2 separate regions of the Rattus norvegicus genome follow, and region 1 is linked to region 2. The links are chromatin contacts, called in public Hi-C maps. All regions are on one chromosome and are shown on one strand. The core of a region is the stretch at or near the end of the contact, and the rest is flanking DNA. Distances in the headings are between cores, read along the strand shown.

Region 1 (5,376 bases), core at 1,221-3,720, 550 kb after region 2:
TGATGATTTGATAGTATTCTACTAGAATATTACTAGGATTTCTTAATTTCTATCTATCTATTGGATAAGAGTATTTCGCTATGAACTTAATTTGTATCTTTCTGATTTTTAATATGACTGAACATCTCTTCAGGGGTTTATTTACTGCATGCCATTTAAGAAAAATTTTTAATGGTTTTGCAAAGCTAATTATGCTAATTATTGTCATTTTTTGTGGCTTTCTAGTATATATAGCATAAAAACCAAGCTCCTTAGTGTCACTATAACACTTACTGTAAGCTTTCTCCATAGCTTCCCAGTGTTGTGTACTACTCATGATTTACAAGGAATTCAAAATTGCTCCTCCACTGGGTTTCTACACATTTGTTTATGCTATTTCTCTTGCAGAAATTCCTTCTCATTCTTGATGGCACTACTATTTTACGACCTGTTACTTCAGGACATTCTTCCAAACATGCTCCTCTTAATTCTTATAAAGCACTCTGTAGAATTCTACCATTGTATGACCTCTGGCTCCTAAAGAACAGAGACTCTTTATCGTTCAGTTTCTAGCACCTGATAGGGTGTTCTAGTCAAATATAATTTAGTGTCCACTCACATGTTGTACATTTGAACCGAAGTGACATCATCCTATAGAAAGCTATGAGTAAGAATTTGAAATTTAGAGGAACCGTATGGGCTAATGATGTTGGTAATAGCTGAAGTCATTTAAGGCAAAGGGGACTAGTAGTTTAGGGTCTAATTCACAGCAGACATGGGGTCAGGTATTTATCCATTGATGTACAACTTTACAAGGTCGCTACTGTTTTATAAATGAGAAAATAGGCTCAGAAAGGTTACACAACCAGTTCAAGGTTCACAAAGTAAATACACACTAAAGTTGGGATTTGAGTCAGTCTTTCAAGGCCCAAACTCTTCATTACACAACAGCACATGGATTCACCAAGTAGAATGGAGTAGGGGTGGAAAATGATGAGGGAGAATGCTAGAAAAGAGACAGGCCTAGAAAGAGGGGGACTGAAAGGTGGAAGGAACACCCTTAGCGATTGTGTGCCAAGAAACAACAGCCAAATACTCCAGAAAGAACTGAGCCGCCCCAGTGCTTTCACAAAAATGAGTGATTTAAGAACTAAATGGTATCTTCTGAACTTCCATCTGGTCATTTGGTAACTTTGGAAACAGTAGTGGTGAAGTAAGCACAGGGAGAAGTTAAAAAGGTTGGTAGTTCCCATAATCATGGATTAGAAAAGTAAGTCAACCAAACGCCCCCAACCTGCCCTGATCCCCGCCCCCCAAAAGAAAAGGTTGGCTGTAAGAATGCATTGGTAAGAATGTATTGATGACTGATGATTCTGTCCAGAACCTGCATCAGTGGTTTTCAACCTTCCTAATCCTGCCATCTTGTAATACAGTTCCTCATGTTGTGGTGACCTCCCCTCCCCAACCATAAAGTTATTTTGTTGTTACTTCATGATTATAAGTTTTCTACTGTGATGAAACATAATGTAAATATCTGGTATACAGGACATCTGATATATGACCTAGAGGTTGAGAACCACTGAATATGGGAGTTAGGGAACAGGTAAACAACTGGGGCCTAGACATGGGGATCTTTAAGAACTGAAGTGGAAAATCCAGCAAGGAGAATTCAAGATACATCTGAGAAGATGGCGTAGTAATTCAATACGTAATGTTTTGGAGAGGCAGAAGAAAGAATCCAAAATAAGGTTTGACAAGGATACCCCATTGAGATGTTTCCAGCTAGAAGTGGGAGTCAGGAATGTAGTTTTCTGTAACCTGAAGAGAAAATAGGTCCAGTATTACAGTGGCATCTGAGTCTCACAAACACGAAATAGCATGCCTGGAATCCAGAGGCCAGGACTGCAAAGGAAAGAGGCTTCCACAGCAAGGACCTCAGGGCAGGAGCCACCTACTAGGACATACACTGTCTTCTGACTTTTCCTCCAGAGTAACTTTCCCTTTTATTCTTAATCAGTTTAGATCTCTATGGTTGTGTAACTGTTCCTACAGACTCTGACAACTTCCCTTGCTCTAGCTTCCAAGACTACCCAACGTTCCAAAGCCAGATCAATAATCATCAAACACTGCTCTGAACTTGCCTACAGGATAGAGTGCAAAGTGCAAAACATTCTTAACCCTTCAGTTCGGCCCAAAGCAGCTTTCTGACCTTATCTCCCGGCTAGACAGACACACACGACTAGACAAAACTCCTTCCCTCATTATTCCCCCACGTTTCTCCCTGACAGCACTGTCTCTCTAGGCTAGTGTTTTTTGGCGGTCACAGGGACAAGAAGCTTAGGGCTCTGAGCTCGGGCTAATGCTCCGTGATCCTTCTCGGTAGCTGTAATTCCTCTCCCTAATAAAGGGCTCGGCATCTTCATCTGCCATTAGTCCCGGCAAAACGACGCCACCTGGAGCGAGGTCATCGCCCCCAGATCTTACTCCAGCGATGGACACATCAGCTATCCAGCAGACACTGGTTAAAATTTACCAAAGACAAGCATGGCAACCACCCAGAAAAGCTAGCAAAAATGAAACAACTGTGGGGAAGGTGCGCAAGAAACTTGCTTTCCCGCCAGGGGCTCAAAACTCCGCCTGCACCCCCTACGCCGCCCCAGACCGGTTCCAGCTGGATTTCTTCAGGCAGCTCAAACGTCAAATAGAATTCCTGCCCTTTCCCGACCACAGCCAATCCCCGCAGCCCCTCGGGCTCCCAAACCTTCCGGACCTCTGATTAGCTGACAGATCGGGCCTGGGGGCGGGTTCAAAGCGACCTCTGTGAAAGGGTGGAGAGGGAGGTGGGGCGGGACCGAGAGGCTATTGCGCAGGCGCCGAAGGAAACGAATAAACAAACAAACAAAACCCACCGCTCTCGGGCCAGCCCCGATCCCCGCCTCCCCCGTCCTCCCGGGGCTCCCCGCCCGCGCCTGCGTCTGGGCACGTCCCCTCTAGTGGCGCGTTCCACGCACGTCCCCGCACTTAACCTCTGCACGCCCGGCGTGGTGCTGGCGGCGGGGAGCGCGAGCCTGCAGCCGCAGCCCCGCGGACCATGACTTGCTACCGGGGCTTCCTGCTGGGCAGCTGCCGGCGCGTGGCGGGGGGCCGCGCGGCTCTGCGGGGCTCGGGCGCGGAGGGGCGGCGGCACTTGGGGCACGGGCAGCCGCGCGAGCTGGCGGGCGGTGGTAGCCCCGCCGACGGCGGCTTCCGCCCCTCGCGGGTGGTTGTGGTGGCGAAAACCACCCGCTATGAGTTCGAGCAGCAGCGGTACCGCTATGCGGAGCTCTCCGAGGAGGACCTGAAGCAGCTGGTGGGTCCTGGCGGGGGACGGCTGGTACTGGGGGTGGGGGCGGGGGTGCGACTGAGTCTTGCGGGCCACAGGACACCCTCAAAGCCCAACGGCCTGCCCCCGATTGCCTGTGGTCCCCCTGGAGCATGGGACTAGGGTGCTCTGAGTCTGCCTTAGAGGGGCCCCCCGGGACCGGGACTTGGGAAGCCACGTGTATCCTCGCCCCAGCCTCTGAAGTATGGACTCCGATCACTGAGAAGGTGAGGGTTGTTCGCCCTGTTTGCCCTGGGGACCTCTCCCCAGGCCACCGGGAGAAAGAAAATTATCCGGCACCGCCACTGACCGTGGAGAGAGGGCCGAGGTGCCGCGGTCACACCCCCTTCTCGTCTGGGGACGGAGGCCTGGCCAGGGAAAGAGCCCTGCTGCAATGTGGTGGCCGCTCCAGGGTCTCTGGCCGCTTGAGAAGCGCCTGAGACAGCGAGGCAGGCAAGCTGACCCGAGATATGTTTTTGTATAGGAAGGTCAGATAAGGAACAAGTAAAAGTAAGCAGGATAATAGGGGAAGGGATGTGCCCCTGCCTCTGAAGTAACAGGGCCTCCGCCATACACTGTCTTCGGTGTGTTTACTAATAGCTTTGCCAGGTATGCAAACCCATGTGTGTATGTGTGTGGGAGAATTGAACCCAGAGTTCGAGCTTCCCCATTTTTGAAAAAAATAAAAAGACTTTGTGCTACCCAGTAACTTTCAGGAAATGAGTTGTTAGCAATTTATCTAGAAAAACCTCCATTATGCGTTTAATTGTTGACTTCAGACACCTGAAGGCTTTAGAATCAATTGTACATAACCATTATTCAGTTATGTACAAGAATGATGTCTGTTACCGTCACACTTTTATTTTAGAGACAGGAGAAACAAATTGTAAATCTTTGCTTAGCTACTGAGTCTTGTCATTATTGTTTGGCAAATTGATGAGGGGCGTAGAAATCAGTGCGAATTTTCTCTTCCCCAAGTGTTTGAAAGTATTTCTAAAAAAACATTTGCAGTAAAATAGAGTATCGGCCGTTTGACTGGGGTAGTGTGTGAAGTTGAGTGAAATGAAGGCAATGAGGTGGGGGAATTGTGGGCTAGATGAAAGTACTTTGTTTCTATTTTGGAAAAAGAGGCGTGTCCCTTTGGTTATATGCCCGACTTTGCAAGGTTCACCTTTTAGAAATTGTGAAATATCATGTCTTGTATGCTTAGTCTCACACAATTTTATCTAAGCGTCTGTGGATTTAAAAATAGTACACTCAAGTGGGAAAAAAAAACACTCAACAGAAGTGAACCGGGACTCTCAAGTCTACCACACTGAGAGTGGGATTTGAACACCAGGAGTTCAAGGTTCTCCCTGGTTCGGTGTGACTGACATACTTTGCGGTTTTTAACTTCTCTGTCCCTCATGAGTGAAACAAAACTTTTGTAACTGTAATGTTAGCTTTCAAAAGTTCATTCACCTAGCTCCTCATGGGTTGGGCTAAATAGCTTCCAAGGTCCATTCTGGAACTGGCATTTTGAAATTATTTCAAGGATTCTGGAAACCGGGTGACATCTGAATTGAGATTAACTCTTGTATTTCTGAACGAGATGGCCGATAATAAAACTTCTTAAAAGTAGAGATGATCTACCGATCATCTTTAAAAGCTCGAACTCCCTCGGAGTAGAGAAAGCCTCTTAATGTTTGTCTGTCGTCACTGGGTGATGATGCAGTTAGAACAGGCCAGCTTTGAAGTAGAGCTGTTGGGCTCAACAGCAGTTTTGTGATCACCAAGAGACTGCGATTTTATTGTTTTCCTAACTTACCGATAGCGGTTGGTTTTGCATTGATGTCAAGGACAGTATTTGCAGTGAGAGTGCATTAGATGTACCCCAGATAAGAACAGCTCAGGGATACCAGGCTGTGTGAAGCTCTACCACTCTAAAGGTAGGATCGGAAAGAATTTTATGTTGTTTACTATACTGTTGGGGTCAAACTTACTCAGGTACATGAATTGGTTGTAAAAGAAAATGCCCAAGTGCTTGCGTCATGCCA
Region 2 (5,471 bases), core at 348-2,847:
CAGCATTTACAGATACATTTGACCTATTAAAATGACACCTCGCTCATTACACAGTCAAACATCATAGTACAAACAGCCAATGACAATCCTGGGACTCAAGAAGATCTGCCCTGACAAGAAAGGATGGCACCTTGTGTGTGTGTGTGTGTGTGTGTGTGTGTGTGTGTGTGTGTCTGTGTGTCTCGCTTTAAACCTCCCAAAGATTCTAAGTGTAACTTAATTTCTATCCTCTGAAAGAAAATAGGTTTCATCCTTATCTCGGCATAAGCTCAAAACACTTAGAATTCTTTGTATGCCTGCACACGTTTAGGCTAGAAAGTATCAGAGAGTTTTATGTAGTCATTTAAAATTATCCTTACATAACAACATACAAATACAAAGTGTCGGAGTAAACCTGTCAAGTTCTTTATACTTGGGTCTTTGAATAAAAAGTCCATGTGCAACCACACACTGTCAAACAACATAAAAGCTCCTGGGCGAGGATGTGCAGTGTGCACAGCGCTATGGTTTTCTGTATTAAATATACATGTGGACGGTTTAATCCTTTTACAAAGAAAACGAGTCTTTATTAACTTTCCAACGTCCAAACAAGTTTTGCAGAGAATTACCACTGTAGCCGTGTCTGAGTATTTACATTTGTTTCACTAACTGAAACTACTTCCTCCCTTCATGGGGTCACAGGGGGAAGAAGGGGGGTTGTTTGTTTCACTGGGACGTTCCCCACTCCCGGACCGGGAAAGTTGTAAATATGGGGACGATCGGGGCACATTTGCTGATAGTTGTATTGTTTCCGCCTCCTCACTAGCTACGGCTCCTCTCCCGGGCGAGGCCTGTCACCGACCAGCAGTCGCTCCGCTCAGCCCGGAGCTCTCCTAATCCCCGAGCTCAAGTAGATTCCGCTGGCCCGCGGCCTGCACTCTCCGCCGGGCCTACGCCTCCCCGGCCGCCCGGCAGGAGCCCGGTCCCCGTCACCGAAGCCGGCCGGGAGAGGGTACAAAAACCGCCGCCACCCAGGGTGGCTGCCGCCGGAGAGGAGCGAACTCTCGACTCGCCCCGTGGAAGAGACCTGGGGCCGCTGAGGAAACGGCGGGGAGGGGAGCGAGGAGGAGAAACGCTGAGGACCTGGCGCCGGCGCCGCCGCCGCCGAAATAAAGAGCAGGAATTTACCTGGGCGAATCGGCGTCTGAATCCGAGCGGAGGCCGAGGCCGCTGTGGCGAGAGACTATAATCCGGGCCGGGAGGGGGGGTGGCTACGGCTCCTCTTCCGTCTCCTCAGTGCAGGGAACATGTAGAGCCGGGGGGAGACCAGCCGAGAAGACAAATCGCTGCTTCTTCTTCTTCCTCCTCCTCCTTCTCCCACATAGAAACACTCACAAACACCCGACCGGGGGCCCGAGCTACCGGGGGGGCATCGCCGCGGGCCCAGGAACCAATCCTCCTGTCGGCGGGGGCGTCCCTCCCTGCGGCTTGGTGGTGTCGGGTGAGTCGGTACCGACGGAGGGAGGGGGGGGAGGGCGGGCGGGGGGAAGGAGCCCTGTGTGTGTGTCTCTCTCTCTCGTTCCGTCTCTCCCTCTCAGAACAAAATGCCGACCGGAAGTGCAGCTGCAGGAATGACTCCCTCCGCCGGCGCCAAACACTAACAACCACCCCCTCTTCCCTACTCCACTTCCGCCACCGCCGCCGCCGCCGCCGCTGCTGCTGCCGCCACTCGGGCTCGCAGCTCTGCCTCCGCGCGCCGGCTCCCGCGGGCCCGGAGGTTCGGCGGCAGCGGCCGCGACAGCTGCAGCAGCAGCGGCGGTTCTTCTCAGTGCCCTTGCCCTGCTCTGGACGGCCGTGGATACTGCCTGTGGTGTCGCTCCTGCAAGGTGGCGTCTACGCCGCTGCTCGGGTGACCGGCTTGATTTTTTCCTGGAGGCGACAGCAGCAGGGCTCTGGTCCGGTGTGGTGGCGTGAGGCCGGGATCTCCCTCTCTCAGGCGCTCCGGGTCTCATAGGCCCCAGAAGGCGGCGAGTCGAAGCCGCGCTGCTCTCCCTGACTCGCGGGCATCAGCCCGGGGGAAGCCGAACTCAGGCGGCCAGCCCGTGGATGCCGACGGTGCACCTTTCAAGCGGGGTTCCTGCAGCCGTGATGGATGGATCGAACGCCCACCCTCTCCGACCCCGTCCCGGGGGCGGCCGGACCCTATATCTGTCTGTGTTATTTCTACGAAGACCACAGTCCTAGGAGGTGAAGGCTCCCAGCCTAGCTGAGTTGGAATCGTGATCGTGGTGGTGGTGCATTAATTCTGGAAATATGCGGGTGCTGCTGGACTTGCCTCTTTTTCCCCCTTTTGGCGATGGTTTTGATGCCTCCCTGGTAGTCGGGATAAGGCCTGTAGGCGACGCTGTGCGAGCGAGGAGCGGGTAGCTCTGGCGCTGCGATCTAGGTTGTGGGTGGAGCCCAGGCCATCCGGACGCCGGACACCAGAGCTCGGAGACCGGCGCACTTCAAAACGTCGTTTTCTTCTTTATGTTTGAAAACTCAGAGGCTCTGGACAAGGCTGGAGTACAAAATGTGAACACGCACAGAGTACCGTGCCCGTTCGTAGTGTCTTACTGTAAAACAGGAGGTCATTTCATCGCCACACTGTTCTCTCTCTCTCTCTCTCTCTCTCTCTCTCTCTCTCTCTCTCTCTCTCTCTCTCTCTCTCTCTCTCTCTTTTGTATAAATTGTTAGGGGGCTTATTCTTCAGGTAAAAAGTGCCAGTAGGTAAGCAGATTTTACTGAGGAGGAACCATGCTATTTTTTTAATAAAGTAAGTTGTCAGCGTTAATCGTTTACTTGTATATGCACAGATATGCAAGAAGTATGGGACAGCTCGCCTACAGGTTATTCGTTTGCTTTAGAAGTCACTGGGGGTTAAGTGTTAAAGATTTTGTCATTCCTGCTCTCCAGACACTAGATGACTATCGCGACCAGAGGTAGTTAAGTCAGGGCGGTGACCTCGGCCCAAGGAGTCCTGCGAGTGGGGGAAAAGGTCGGGACTTGGTATCCGTGCAAATAGAACTGTGACCATAGGACTTGCGGCGCCCTTATCTTCAGGGTTTTGCTCAAATGTCACCTGGGTGCCTCCAGCGCTTCTGTTTACCTTCCCGGTTGGTGGCTTCCTTCTTATTTTATCCTCAGGGCTTTCTATCTTGTCTTACTCTTTCCCCAGTAGCCTTCAGGGCTTCAGGAAATGAAGTTTAGCTTCCCTTCGCAGGTGCTCTGCATCGCGCACTGTGAATGCCTCTGACATTTCTAAACTCTACCCTTTAATATGAGCTTATATATACCTAACAGAACTTTTATGAAAGATGGTGAAAACTAGAAAAATGTATAGATGGAATCGAGGTAAGTTTATTAGAGGTCAGGAGAAAGCTCTCTTCTAGACATTGGAAAGCTCATAAAGATGATGGCTTTTAGGTTTCTCTAGATGGCATGGCAGAGGCCCGGGCATTTGTTGATCACGTGGCCTTGCCCCTAGTGGGCTAATTCATATTGCTCTAGTGACTCACAAAACTGCATTCTTAATCCTGCCTCCCTCCCTCCCCACCCCCTTTGCAAAATACATGCTATTTTGACTGAACCGAAGTCTAAGAATTTGGTTGGCTCAGCTCAAATACAGTACTATTGGAAAAGTTCATTCAGCAAGTATTTAATGGTGACATAATGTATGCCAGGCAGGCACTGTGATTCAGAGGGTGTATGTTTCAGAGGTTAGTGAGCCTGGTATAAAGGACTACCTACACATGGGAACTTTGGTTACTACTTAATTATGCTGTCAAAGCAAAAGCTAGAGGGATTTATTTTTTAAGTTTTCTGAAATACAGGTTCTACGGAAGATGAGGGTTAGCCTACTGTTGGTATTTTCTTCACCATTGGGGTTGATGTTTCTTTAGATCTAGTTACCTTGTTGTAGCACTTGGTATACTCATTAACTGAAAGTGATTTTTGAAAAGTACAAATGTAAGAAATTTTATTTCCTAGTAGCTGGAAGAGTAGGTCTTATAAATTTAATTTAGCAGTAGACTGGAAGCCGTACAGAGAAGCCTTTACTTCTGTTTCTTATTCTTACATCTACAGAATGTTTTGTTTTACATTTTCAGAATTTTTAGACAAGAATACTGTTTTAGTAGCTCTCTTATACCCAGTAGCATAAATTATTATTATTTGATATAGTCAATAATCTGCTCGGTATTAATTAAGTTTGAGAAAAGATTCAAGGAACTTACAAGTGGCTTAGAACGTTCTTCATGAAGTTTCAAAATTCCGTTTTCCCACGGAAGCAGACTTATTTATCCTTTCTTGAATGTTGCTGGTGAGCTACTGATTTTGCGTGCTTCAGGTACAAAATGCTGTTTGGTACAAAATCTTGGCATTTAAGCTAAACTAATATAATTTTGTGTGTGCATGTTTATGTGTGAAAGAAGCTGTCCACCTTACTTTGTAAGCGGTTTCTTCCTGGGAGTTGGGGGTCTGTGAGTAGAGTAAACTAGGTAGTTTAAAATTCCCAGGGATCCACCGCTCTTAGCTTCCCAGTGCCTTGATTACATGTATGTGCCACCATGTCCACTACTGTGTCCAGCTTGCTGGGGACTGAAATCAGCTTCTCGGGTTTGCAGTTTACCGACCGAGCAATTTTCCCAGCACCTAAAATTAATAACTTTAATTTATTCCCTCAAACCCTACTGAAGATTTATTAGGTGCTAATTAGATCTTTCCTAGGCACCTCATATAAAATAAGGAATGGAAGCCGGCAAGGGCTCACTTCCTTTGAAGGTTTTTCTGATAACAGAATTAAATAATTTCAGTGTTTATGAGTATTTCTTCATAAAATCAATTAAGTATTTTGCTTGCCTAAACTTAAGAACCTTCTTATATTGAGACAGGCCCTCACTATATGGCTCAGATTGACCTCAGTCCTTCCATCACACAGTGGCTCCAAACTGAGATGTTCCGTGGACTCAGTTACTCCAGTAGTGGTGAGGGTTTCTTGATTTTGGTTGTCTATTTGCCTAACACCTGTCTTTCTCAACACTGCTAGTTTGTTTTGCTTCTACATCGTTAGCTCGAAAATCAGTTGACTTGCACCTTGCATTAAGGGAGTGAGTTTCTTGACTCAGTTTGCTGAAAGTGTTCATGTATATTCCCATTTGTATTTTTAGTCAATGAATTACAGAAGGAACACAACAGTATTTAAAGATTTTTAAATGTATGTCATTGCCAAATAAATCGGTAAAGCTGAATTTTATAAATATGTATATATATTTTAAGGAATATTTATCTTCAAGATAGTTGCAGTTTGCCTTAAAGTGATAAGAATAAAGGATTTTTAAAAATTATCTTTTCACTATGCCTGACAATAAGTCTTATTTATATATTTATCTTTAGTAGGAACACGTTTTTTTAAAAGGGGAGAAAACACCAAATAAAAAGCAAATAGTGTATGT

The links. Hi-C and Micro-C count contacts between places; a contact is called where the count stands out from the background.
Region 1: a contact with region 2 is called in a Hi-C map of liver, with 3 times the contacts expected there. The contact joins the promoter of Nadk2 here to the promoter of Nipbl in region 2. A contact is called at or near these places in 5 of 12 Hi-C or Micro-C datasets (frontal cortex, hepatocytes, kidney and 2 more) and 1 of 1 datasets of contacts at active chromatin or transcription factors (oligodendrocytes).

What each region holds. Positions count from the first base shown.
Region 1 is chr2:59,842,384-59,847,759 of GRCr8, forward strand. It overlaps Nadk2 (NAD kinase 2, mitochondrial), which reads left to right and starts at 2,471. Exons shown (of 13, transcript NM_001044252.2): 1 at 2,471-2,572; 2 at 3,182-3,328. The coding sequence starts at 2,471. LOC120100736 (a long non-coding RNA gene) reads right to left here and starts at 3,783. Exons shown (of 3, transcript XR_005500726.2): 1 at 3,651-3,783.
Region 2 is chr2:59,291,680-59,297,150 of GRCr8, forward strand. Nipbl (NIPBL, cohesin loading factor) reads right to left here and starts at 1,598. Exons shown (of 46, transcript NM_001427698.1): 1 at 1,168-1,598.